3 separate regions of the Zea mays genome follow, and all the other regions are linked to region 2. The links are chromatin contacts, called in public Hi-C maps. All regions are on one chromosome and are shown on one strand. The core of a region is the stretch at or near the end of the contact, and the rest is flanking DNA. Distances in the headings are between cores, read along the strand shown. Region 1 holds the start of LOC103627314 (putative HLH DNA-binding domain superfamily protein). Region 2 holds the start of LOC100275538. Region 3 holds the start of LOC103627315 (RING/U-box superfamily protein).

Region 1 (3,694 bases), core at 1,111-3,610, 330 kb before region 2:
GGCTGCAAGTGAATATTTTAACCAGGTGGTCAGATAAACTAGATTGCAGTGGTCTCTATTACGCTTCATGTACAACCACTAAGGTCCTTAGCCTTGTTGTATTTTCTTTTTTTAAGTGCCGCATGAATATGATGTACTTAGCCTTGTTATATTTGGCATGACAACTGACAGCCTCTCCATTTAACCTGGTTAGACTAGATTTGTAGGGCCATAAGCCGCTATGACAGGAACATGAGAACTCTGTACCTGCGGTTTAATCTTCTCTGTGGAATTCTAAACTATTTGAGGACAGAATAGTGTGGATCTCTCTTTGGGTGTTGAAGTCCTTGTTAATGCTGTTAATACCAAATGAATCAGATAACGATTGACATACAAGACTGGTATGCATATACGATGAAGCATATGTGTGTGCATACAGATTTGAGATTTCTATCAAGCAAGAAATTTAAGTGCTCATTTCATTATTTTCAGCATATAGCTGCTTCCAGACGTGCGACGAACAATGTGTCAAGCTTTTTCTAGACTATGGAGCTAATCCAAATGCTATAAGTACACATAAAACTAGAACTGTGATACATTCTTGCCACCAAAAATAATATTGAAATACAAATTTGACACAATATTAAATTGGGCACTATTCAACCTGTAGCGGCCACATATATTTTAGTTTGTTTCGGACAGGATTTTTTTAGAATACTTGATTGGACTGAAACTCATCAGCGTGTCCTAGATTTTTGAATGTTAAATGTTGCAGGCATTTTATCATGACCTGTGCACACAGATCACATACGGACTTCCCACAAAGAAGTAGCGCAAAAGAAATAAGATGAACAAACCTTATGTTCTCCTCTGATGGATACTGCATCATAGCAAGGCCCCGATGTAAATGTCTCCCTTCCAGTAAGTGCTCCTTCCGAGATTACTCAGTTAATAGTTTAGCTCCACTTCAGATTCTAAATCTAACTGATCACAGATATGACGAACCGTTTCAGCTCCGTAAATTAAGTTAGAAGAGGGAAGGTTTATTTAAATTCTATTGGTTTAGTGACTTATTATGATCCTAAACTTAACAGCTTTGTCTAACAAATCAACAACACAATTGTAGTGCTTCTTTTCAGGTTCCAGCCCGTAACTTTTGTTTGTTGCATTGAGGGATCTCAGTTGGAGCTCAATTTCCCCCGCGTGTCAGTAAGCGGTGAATACACAAATGAATGCAACATTAGTCTTGCTTTAGCCAGACACTACTGCACGTATCCTCAAACTGAACAAACACTTACACAAGTTGAACAACATATTTACTCAGTGTTATGGTCTGAAGAACCTATAAGTTCAACAACTACAGGCAGAAATACAGGTAAGAAAAATGATGTCCATTTTGACATGTGTTGACATGCTTAGAATGTAAGGCCTTGCGACTGAAAATCATATGTTTTTTTCCTATTAAGGCATCATCGTTTAACAATTTCTGATTGTTCTAGTATGTAAGCTGCAGCTAATGATCCATAGTTGCTTAAAACAACTTTTTTCATGTGAGAATGTTAGAATTGATATATCTATCATTGATTAAAATGAACTATACATCCAACTTTAAAAAGTTCAAACAGGTGATGCTTCCATTACTTTTAGCACAAGTTAATGATACAATTTATTACAACAAATATATCTACTGTCATTCAAAAAAGACTTACAAACTAGCTCAAGCGCGCCCAAGGGCGCGCCCCATACACTAGTGAGATTCTATTGGAGTACGTTTTTATGAACTCCACTGGACTGGATACTTCACCAAAATAACTTGAGCTCTATCCGACAGAACAGCTCGTGCGGCTGAAGAATAAAAAATAACTAGTACAATGCGTGTGCGCTGCGACGACACACAATCATATTTGATACCTATAAAAATTTTAATATCAAAGTAAATATATGGTCCATACATCAGATATTTACCCTGATAAAACAAATACTACAATTTATCTTAGCCGAAAGAAAAAAAAAGTATGAGTTAAAAAGAGCCCAAATCCATTTTTTATAGCTCCCTCGTAGAATGAAATTTAAAATAAGAGATGAGACTAGAGATATGATGAATACCGATGCAAATAAAATGAAGGAGCGATAGGAAGGGCTAATCCCACGCACACATAATGAGACAATAACTCCATGGACATTACTTTGCATGAACTAAATTTGTTGTTACAAAACTAATGTGATTGAGCAGTAACCGTTCGTGATCACGGATTCACGGTGGTCATCATGGCCCCCATCATCGTCAGTACCGTATTTTCAGAAGGAGGAAAAACTAGCCGGGGACCTCCTGGGCGGGGGGGCGAGTATATAACCACCACCTGCCTGCCCACACTTGTCACGCGAAGCGAAGGCACGTACTACTGACGCGCACAAAGATACACACACGCACGCAGGCAGGCACAAGAAACAAAACCGCGCCTCTCCCCCTCGTCCGTTCCGATCCCCAGCGGAAAGCGGAGCCAGGACCGGGAGCTGAAGCGGTTGTCTTCCCCCCCTCGTCTCCGTCAACTGGTGAGCTCCCTCCTCCACCTCCTCTCCCTGCTCTTTGATCTCGCCCTCGCTTCTTCCTCCCCAGCCGGCCATCAGTTCCGGCGACTGCTTCCTTCGTTCGTCCCCGCCGCCGCCGCCGCCGCTGGACTCTTTCCGAATTGCTCTGTCTATCCTGTGCCGTGGATCGAGTTGCTTCCGGAGGCGACGCGGTGATGTTCTGCTCGTGCGCGCGATGCAGCTGGGAGCACTGCTTTCTCGACTCTGTTTCTCCTTGCACTGATTCAGTGAGTGATTCCGTCGTCCATCTTCACTGTCTTGTTGACGGCTCCTTGAATTCCGTCATTTTCTTTACGCAGCAGTACTTTGTTCAGATCATCGGTTTGAGTTATTACAAAGCTTAGTAGAGAGTAGTGGTGGGGATCTCAGAGATTTTTCTCAGGGGAGGGGAGGGGAAGGGCGACCAGACCATCCAGTTCTAAATGCGGTTGTCAGTCGGATCAGGGAAAACCAGCAGAGTTTTCAGCTTTTCTTTAGTCCCTTCCGATGTGCTGGTTGACCATATCAGGCCACATGTTCCGCAGCGCTTGCATTTTACAGACACCTGATCTATCCGTTGTAGAAGTGGCTGCCGCCTGCATGACTGGCCATTTGGCCTTCTGCCTCCCTCTCCTCACTCACAGGAGCCACCGTTGTGTTATCTCGCTGACACGAGCCATCTGAATTCCTGAACCTTCAAAGTCTGTTCCACGACCACAATTTCTTCTTCTTCTTTTTTTACAGGCACCCCCACAAGCCAGCAAGATGGACGGGTTCGTGGACCCCTTCGTCCCGGAACAGGCATGGCCGCAGGACGCCATGTTCATCGGCTCATCCTGGCCATGCGCCGGCGCCGGCGCCACTTCCCTCGCCGACCCTGCAGGGACGTACGCGTACCTGGGAGCTCAGGCTGCACCAGGCCAAGGCGCAGGCTTTCACCTCCAAGACGGCTCCTCCACGGCGCTCGTGCCGCCCTTGGAGCTGCACCAGCAGTTCCTGAGCGCGCACCTGCCGGGCGACGACGTGACCGTGACCCAGGAGGAGGGCCTCGGCTTCGAGGTGAACAGCGCGCTGGTGGCCGGCATGCTGGGCCCGGTCCTGAGCGCGCCCTGCGCGGTATCGCTCGCCGACAGCGCGCCGGTGGTGT
Region 2 (3,871 bases), core at 521-3,020:
CCTGGTTTTACCTGAACGACCATGAAAAAGTTCTCTGATGCAATGGACCAAACTCTTTCCGAGTGGTTTAAACATTAGAGGAGGAAGTGGAGTGTATTGGTCACTGCAGTCATACAATTTAGATCCGTATACTTGAACAAATGAACAGTGTCACAGAAACTCACTCAGTCTTCGCGTGCCAAGGTGTTTTGGTTGTGTACTTGTATGTTGTATGCTCATAATGTCACGTTGTGTAAGCTCTCTTTTGAGATCTCACCGTTTGTGAATTAAACTGCTACCTTGAGATCAATCGCACATCCTCGTTTCCGTTTTAGAAATGAGCATTTCAGAATTCAGATAATGGAGATAATCTTTAGCCTACACCGAGCTGCACACAGCTAATTTGGAAACAAAGCAATAGAAGAACCAAATCGGCTGACAGTAAATCAGAGCAGTATTGAGTAAATGACAGGGATACGGATGGAATGGTCTGAAATTTCTAAAACTAAGGTCTCTAGCTGTATTCTCTATTAGCCCGTTTAGATGTCGATACTGAAGTATATAATTGAAAATTGAAATCAGCTTTCCGTTGTTTGGTTGCACATGGAATTGAGATTTGGAATTATAGATCAAATTCTTTGGAATTGGACCATAACTAAAAACTCTCTTTCCCAATACCGAGTATCACACCGCTTTGTATTGCATAGAATTAGACCGTATAATTTCAAACTCCAATTTAGCTATATCCAAACAATAGAATTGGAATTACATTTCATTTCAATACTATGGCTGATTTAGTATTAAACCCAATTTAATTATATGCCCTTTAATATTGACATCTCAACAAAGCATATATATGCTTTTATCTAGTATATTGGTCATTTATATCATTTTTTAAAAGAATTATTTCTCTATATCCCATTCATTTTCAAATGTGTCGTCTACATGTTAAAAGACATATCTATATCAAGAATGTATTTTTAGATGCAGTTCTTCCATACTTCATTTCTCTTTAACATTGTTCTTTATATCTCGTCCTCTGCACAATAAAAAACCCATATTAAGAATGTGTTTTGTTCTAGATTTGTATACATACATATTTCTCATACCCTAAAATATCTAAAGAATAAAAATAAATTAGAAGAGATAGTCACTTCTAATTATTTTTGTACTTTATATCATTGTTTAAACAAAACTCAAAATATATATATAGATGATGGAAAATAGTCTTCTGTATCTAGATAAGACTTTAGAAAAGCTATCATTATTTTATATTTATATTCTAATTTAAATCTAAATACATATGTTATCTGCTATGATACGAATGACTACTGACATTATAAATGCCCCTTGGTTCTAAAATATAGTTTTTTAGTCTTCTTTATCCATATTCGATTAAATAATAATAAATATAGACATACCTATAAATTATATTTAAAAGTTAATTAATAAATGTATTTATAGGTTAATTAATAAATGTATTATAGTTTAAAACGAATTATATTTTAGGACCAATTGAGTATTCGATTTAAGTATTTAGGTACATACACGTTATCAAATGTGAAATATCTAAATTTAGATACAAATGGATTTTAGCTCCTGTATATTCCAGCTGAATCGTAAAATCCTGCGCCCAGATTATTGATGCCCCGTGTCGTCGAGTCTGGATATGGACTCTCTAGACGGCAGGACGGGGTGACCTAGCGGCAAACGGGTTCAGCAGCGGACAGTATCCGTAAGCCCGTTCCAGATCTTGGTTGTATAGGCTGCAGACAGCAATAGGATAGGACACGGATCGACACCCGCCGCTAGGCGCAAGCCACACACAAGGAAGTGAGGCACGGCGATATACCTCGTGGCCGGAGGCGCGCGCCACCGCTGGTCCACCGCCATGCTGGTCCCCGCCCAGTCGGCACCGGCGCCGCCGTTGTGCTCTCTCCGCTCCCTATCGTCACACTACCTCCTCCTTCCGTCCCACTTCCTCCCCCCTGGCGGCGTCCTTCCCCCGCTCCGCCGCGGCGACCTCGCCATCCGCATGGGCGGCGGGCCGCGCACCTTCCCCGGCGGCGTGTCCAAGTGGCAGTGGAAGCGTATGCAGGCCAAGAAGGCGCGGCAGCTCCTCAAGGCGCGTCTGGCCCGCGAGCGCCAGCTCTACGAGATGCGCAAGCGCGTCGAGCTCCGCGACGCCGTGGCGCACCTCGAGCGGCCCTGGGACGCGGGCTCCTCCGCCGGCGCGTCCGCCGTGGCTCCCACTCTGCTCTCCGTCGCGGCCGAGGACCAGCTCAGGGCGCTCGCGGACCGCTTCCACCGCCCCGGCGGCGTGGACCTGTGGAACGACCGCGACGGGCCCCGCGTCTTCGCGTCCCCGGCCACAGGCGCCGCCTCCGCCAGGTTCTTCCCCAGGAACGCCTTCCACAGCATCCAGCCCTACGCGCTCGTCGGCGCCGGCGTAGAGGCGAGCGCGCAGGGTGTTCGTGAGAATGCCGCGGAGGATGGCGCGCACAGTAGCATTGCGACCGATCGCGAGCCTGCGGTTGAACTCACGGAAAGGGATGATGGAACATGGGAGCCGGTGGATGCACTCGGCGACGCCGATGTCAGCGACGCCGGTGACTGGACCTCGGAAGACGATGACGACGAAGCTGCTGCTACTCCTGAATCAGAGGGCATGGGAGATGCCGGTTCTTGGCGTGAGCAACGAGCCATGGTAAGGAGAAATGGAAGGAGCAACGGTGCAGCAAGATGGGAATCTGCAGGTGCAATGGCTGCCGGCAGCGGAAATGACGCTGCAACTCCTGAATCAGAGGGCATGGTAGATGCGGGTTCTTGGCGTGAGCAGCGAGCCATGGTTAGGAGAAATGGAAGGAGCAACGGTGCAGCAAGATGGGGAGCTGCCGGTGCAACGGCTGCCAGCAGCGACAATGGCAGAGGTTCGAGTGGAAGACGGACTGGCTCGAAGGCCACGGCGGGCAGCCATGTCAGACAGAGGGGCCGAACAGGTGCTGGTTCGTTGTCTGAATCTGAGGCGACCCCTGGCTCGAAGGCCACGGCGCGCAGCCATGTCAGACAGAGGGGCCGAACAGGTGCTGGTTCGTTGTCTGAATCTGAGGTGACCCGCGCGCGCTCCGAGCCGAAATGGGGAACGAGGAACAGAGATGACACGAGGAATGGTGCCGGCCGGTGGAATGCTCCTAGAAAGGATAGGGTGAGTGATGGTGGTGGGTTTGATTCAGAGTCAGGCAGTGCAAGAGGGAAGGAACCGGAACCAAGACGGGGAGCCAGAAGTAAGATGAACGGAAGCGATAGTCTTAGAGGAAGATCGAAACACAACTACAGTGCTAATGCCAACGGCGGGGAGAAGCTGTTCAAGTACCTGAGCGGTGACGGTGACCCGCGCGCAAACAGCAGCAATGGCTTTGCGGAGGGTTTGGAGGCACCAAAATGGAAGCCGAGAAGAATGAATCGAGCTAGGAGCAGCAATGGTGGCAGAGATGATGACATGGGTGGGAGATTCAGGCGAGGCGATGATAGAGTGGCAAGACGGCTACGGGCAAACGCGAAACCAATCAATACGACGAGCGGAGATGATGGCAGCAGCGCGGATGGTGAACGGAGCAGGAATGGAGGACGACTGCTCTGGGGAGACGAGTACTCGCTGCGGCCAACGTCGGAATTGCGCGGCTCTTGGCGGGACACTGGATCGCATAGATTGTAGGCTACTACCAAAGACAGACTGATGATTTCTTCGTGCTAACTTTTGTAAAACTAGACCTCTGAAAAGTAATGTACTCCACCAACCAACAATGGAACATCTCAACTTTTAACGGAAACGCACTTGCAAACTCAAATAAGCACATAAAAGATAGTCCAGGATTCTTGAATTACATGAGCA
Region 3 (3,727 bases), core at 153-2,652, 380 kb before region 2:
AACCACTTGATGGCGCACGCCCTGTGCGCCAAGGCCAGCTCGCCCTTGCAGCAGCACTCCAGCTTGAACACCGCCTCCTCCGACAGGGCTACCATGCAGATGCGGCACACCGCCTCCTCAGCCGCGATGTCTTGATCTTCTTCCTCTTCTCCGGTGGTAACGGTAGTAGCAATAGCATCGGCGGTGCCCCTTGCGGCCTCATCTTGGAGAGGTGGAGGAGGAGGAAGAGGAACACGCAGTGGCACCACTCTGAGGCGCCTGAGGGAGCTGGAGTCTGCCACTCTCCTCGACCCTTTCCCTTTTGCGGTGGTGCCGCTGGATCGCCGCCTGGCCACGCTCGTAGCTGGCACGGACTGCGACCGACATACCTGCTTCATCAGCTTGTCGGCCTCATCATCATCGTGCTCTAGTTGATGCTGACCAGCAATGTAATCCTCCAAGCAGGTGGGGGAGCTGGAGCCGCCGGGCGCCCACATTCTGAAGCTCAAGATCTTGGAGAAGGATAGCGAACGGACCCCGCAGTCTGCTTGCTGGCTATGGCTTGCTTCATCTGTTGATCTCAGGCTGCGTGCTGGCAGGAGGCAGCTCGTCTGCTTATGCTTATTCCCGGTGGACGAGGACGAGGAGAAGTGATGGTCGTCGTCGTTGTCTTCTTCGTGATGGCCCTGCCGCTGCCCCTGTCCCAGATCATCTAATGTGCCGCCATCGTCTTCCACGGGCGAAGTGGAGGTGGAGGTGGAGCCGTCCGCCGCCACCTCTGCCCCCGCCCCCTGCGCGCGCAACACAGATCGAATCAGTAAGCTAACTAGCCTGATGGATGGGTCGAGATCAAATTAAAGCTCTAGTGAACATGGAGAGAGTTGGATCAAGAAGGAACGATGGAAGCACCCACCCACCCACCCAAAGTGTACCTGTGAATGTTTAGGAAGAGCCATGGCGCGCGACGCGACCCGGAGCTGGAGGAGGTAGCCGTGTGTGTGTGTGTGGCGAGCTCGAGCACGCGCAGTGAGCACTTGCGACGAATTGAAGAAAAACCTCGCATCCTGTTTGTTATGGCAGGGGAGCCCGGCCAGGGCCCCACGCGGCAGGGTCGCGCGTGAACAGTGCCTGGTGTCCTGGTCAGATTTGATTAGATTGATTTGATATGTTTAAAAAGAAATAAGTTTAGATTGACAATGTTTTTTAGAGTCAAGTCAGTCGTCTCTGTGAAAGAAAGAATCTAGTATCGATTATAATCAAGAAGAAAAAAGAAGAAATTTTCTAGGGTGGAGAGGCTCTCCTTCTCTTCGCTGTTACAAGTTAAATCCATAGAAAAAGAGAGAATTTTATTTCGATAGTAATTGAACAAGGAAAAAAAAGACAAACCGTTCTATGGTCGAGGGCTCTCCTTCTGATGATTGCTACCCAGCCAATCCATATCACATCTACAGATGGCTAAATAGGCCACACGACATATCACTGCCATTAATATTATTAGACACAAAACTATTATGCACGATTAGTACTCGTGTCGACACCGTGTTGTGCCGATACTATATGATAGGCACTATTTCATTTTAGGAGCTTAAAAAAAGTGAATTTATTATGTTTGAAGTCATAACAAATCACAATTCACAATCACATACACACATCACAATCATATCTATGACACCAGCTGGTCTAAGCCGTATCTAATCATGATATGCTCGTGCCAGCCCATCTTGTCGGGGTGGCTACCCAAACACGAGCGCTATACCATGTCGTGTTAGCATTGGCACTATATAAATCGTGTATGTACTGTGTCAAAGCATTATGGGTCGTGGCGTGCTTAATCACGGTCTATTTAACACGGCTCAATTGGCAGCCAATGGTGCTGCTGCATGCTTGCATTTGCTTTCCAATTAATCCAATCCAATCCAAAATTAATAAATCCACGGTACGCACGGCACGGTACTGCCACTGCCACTTTATAGATAGATGGTATTTGGTAGGTAGATCTAGGTTTGATTTCCATTGAAAAGGTGGGTTAACTATTATACCTTAATAACAAACCACGCGGCAACAACAGATGGTGTTGTCAAGGGAAGAAGAAAAGAAAAAAAAATCAAGTTTGGTTAACCGTTGCTATTTGGTAGCGATGGAGGTGAAATAGCTGCAATGCAATTAAAGGGTGGATAGGGAGACGCAGGCAGGATCGCCCAGCGATCGGAAGGTGAGGGGTGCAGTCCTGCAGTGCAGGACATGATCGATGATGAAACGACCGATAGAGAAGCTGGTGGTGTGCTCATTTCGACAGCAAGTTGGTTTGCTTTGGCTTTGGCTTGGCACGCGACGCGACTGTTGAGCGAGACCACGACGACACGGACGTGATTGACTAGCTAACTGCAACTACCATCTCACAATGACAGTTCACTCTCTGCCTGGGCCTGCTCTTTTTTTCTCTCGTTTACTTCGCAACCAAAATTATTTTGGGACTGCTTCTGGAGAAGAGAAAATTCAGTCGGCAAACAAAAAAAAAACGAATGTGGAAATTAGCTAAGAAGGTTATCCTCCTCCGTCCATTCTTTTCCCATCTGACGAGGTTGCTCTCTATGCGCCCCTTGAAAGACTTTGTGATATTTTGTGGAGGGGGAAGGACATTCACGGTATGGGTTTAGCGACTTTGAGATCGTGCATATGGTCACTAAAAACATTGTTTTGTATTGTAGATTACACTATTCGTATATTTGAATTTGAATTTGAATATGAATATGAGTAAGTTGTGGGGATAGTCTAAGCTAGAAAACAATTATCTAGAGTGAGTGGGTATCCAATACCGGCCTGGTCCAGGCCCACCTCAACACCACGAATGCTCAAACCGGGCCCAACCACGGAACAAGCTGTCTCCTAGAACTAGAAGCAACGGAATGAATCATGGAAGGTACAGTCGCAAGCTTCCAGATACTGAAAAATGAATATCTTCTGCTGCACCCAGTGAATCCTCATGTGGCGGATCCAAGAGCATGCATCCTCCGGTCGTCCCCTCATGGGAGCTTCTCGATCAGGGCGAAGCCAGTATTTAATTTTAAAGCTAGTTTGGAAACTTAAATCCTTTATAAGATTTTCAAAAATTGAGAGAGAAAATAAGCTAAATTTTCATTCAATCCTTAGGAATCTCAGAGAGAATTTAAGTTTTCAAACTAGCCCTTGAACGGAGGGAGTATTATTAACGTGATGATTAGCTAATAAAGGTGAGGATTGGCCCCATCGTCGCCCTGGAGCTTCTAGTTTTTTTGCATGCCACTGCTAATTCCCCCTACTAGTATTGTTTGGTTCAAGAGCCAAGTAGAATGGAGCCGTTCTGTCCCAGTTTTGTTGCTGTTTGGTTACAAAGTAACTAGAACGGAATGACTCCAATTAGGGAATATTCTTCTCAGATCCGGAACCATTCCGCTCCAAAAAATCAACCGAACGGAGCCGCTCCGTTCCAGTTCCGCTCTCACAGTCACGCTCCGTTCCATTCACTCTGCAACCAAACAAAAAACAGAACTGCTCCGTTCCAGATTACCAAACACAGAACAGAGCGGCTCCGTTCCTAGAATCAGGGATGGAACGGCTCCGTTCTACTTGGCTCCTCAACCAAACACTACCTAAAATATTCCACACGATTGGTTTCCTGCGCGTCCAGTGCCTGGCTTGCTGTAGCATGGCCTGTCAGATACGTACCTAGGCCGCGTCTCTGCGGATGCAGGCAAAACCGCTGGAATTG

Evidence for each region. Hi-C and Micro-C count contacts between places; a contact is called where the count stands out from the background.
Region 1: a Hi-C map of bundle sheath shows a contact between it and region 2, with 5 times the contacts expected there. The contact joins the promoter of LOC103627314 here to the promoter of LOC100275538 in region 2. A contact is called at or near these places in 4 of 25 Hi-C or Micro-C datasets (bundle sheath, ear, leaf and 1 more).
Region 3: a Hi-C map of tassel shows a contact between it and region 2, with 5 times the contacts expected there. The contact joins the promoter of LOC103627315 here to the promoter of LOC100275538 in region 2. A contact is called at or near these places in 4 of 25 Hi-C or Micro-C datasets (bundle sheath, ear, leaf and 1 more).

Annotation. Positions count from the first base shown.
Region 1 is chr5:178,272,061-178,275,754 of Zm-B73-REFERENCE-NAM-5.0, reverse strand. It overlaps LOC103627314 (putative HLH DNA-binding domain superfamily protein), which reads left to right and starts at 2,360. Exons shown (of 9, transcript XM_008647619.3): 1 at 2,360-2,795; 2 at 3,292-3,694. The coding sequence starts at 2,724.
Region 2 is chr5:177,942,365-177,946,235 of Zm-B73-REFERENCE-NAM-5.0, reverse strand. LOC100275538 reads left to right here and starts at 1,770. Exons shown (of 2, transcript NM_001149594.2): 1 at 1,770-2,938; 2 at 3,023-3,730. The coding sequence starts at 1,871. The coding sequence ends at 3,694. It overlaps LOC100381333, which reads right to left. Exons shown (of 2, transcript NM_001345997.1): 2 at 3,818-3,871. LOC100272516 (Cyclic pyranopterin monophosphate synthase mitochondrial) reads left to right here. Exons shown (of 7, transcript NM_001146985.1): 7 at 1-314.
Region 3 is chr5:178,319,691-178,323,417 of Zm-B73-REFERENCE-NAM-5.0, reverse strand. LOC103627315 (RING/U-box superfamily protein) reads right to left here and starts at 1,402. Exons shown (of 4, transcript XM_008647621.4): 1 at 912-1,402; 2 at 1-770. The coding sequence starts at 935.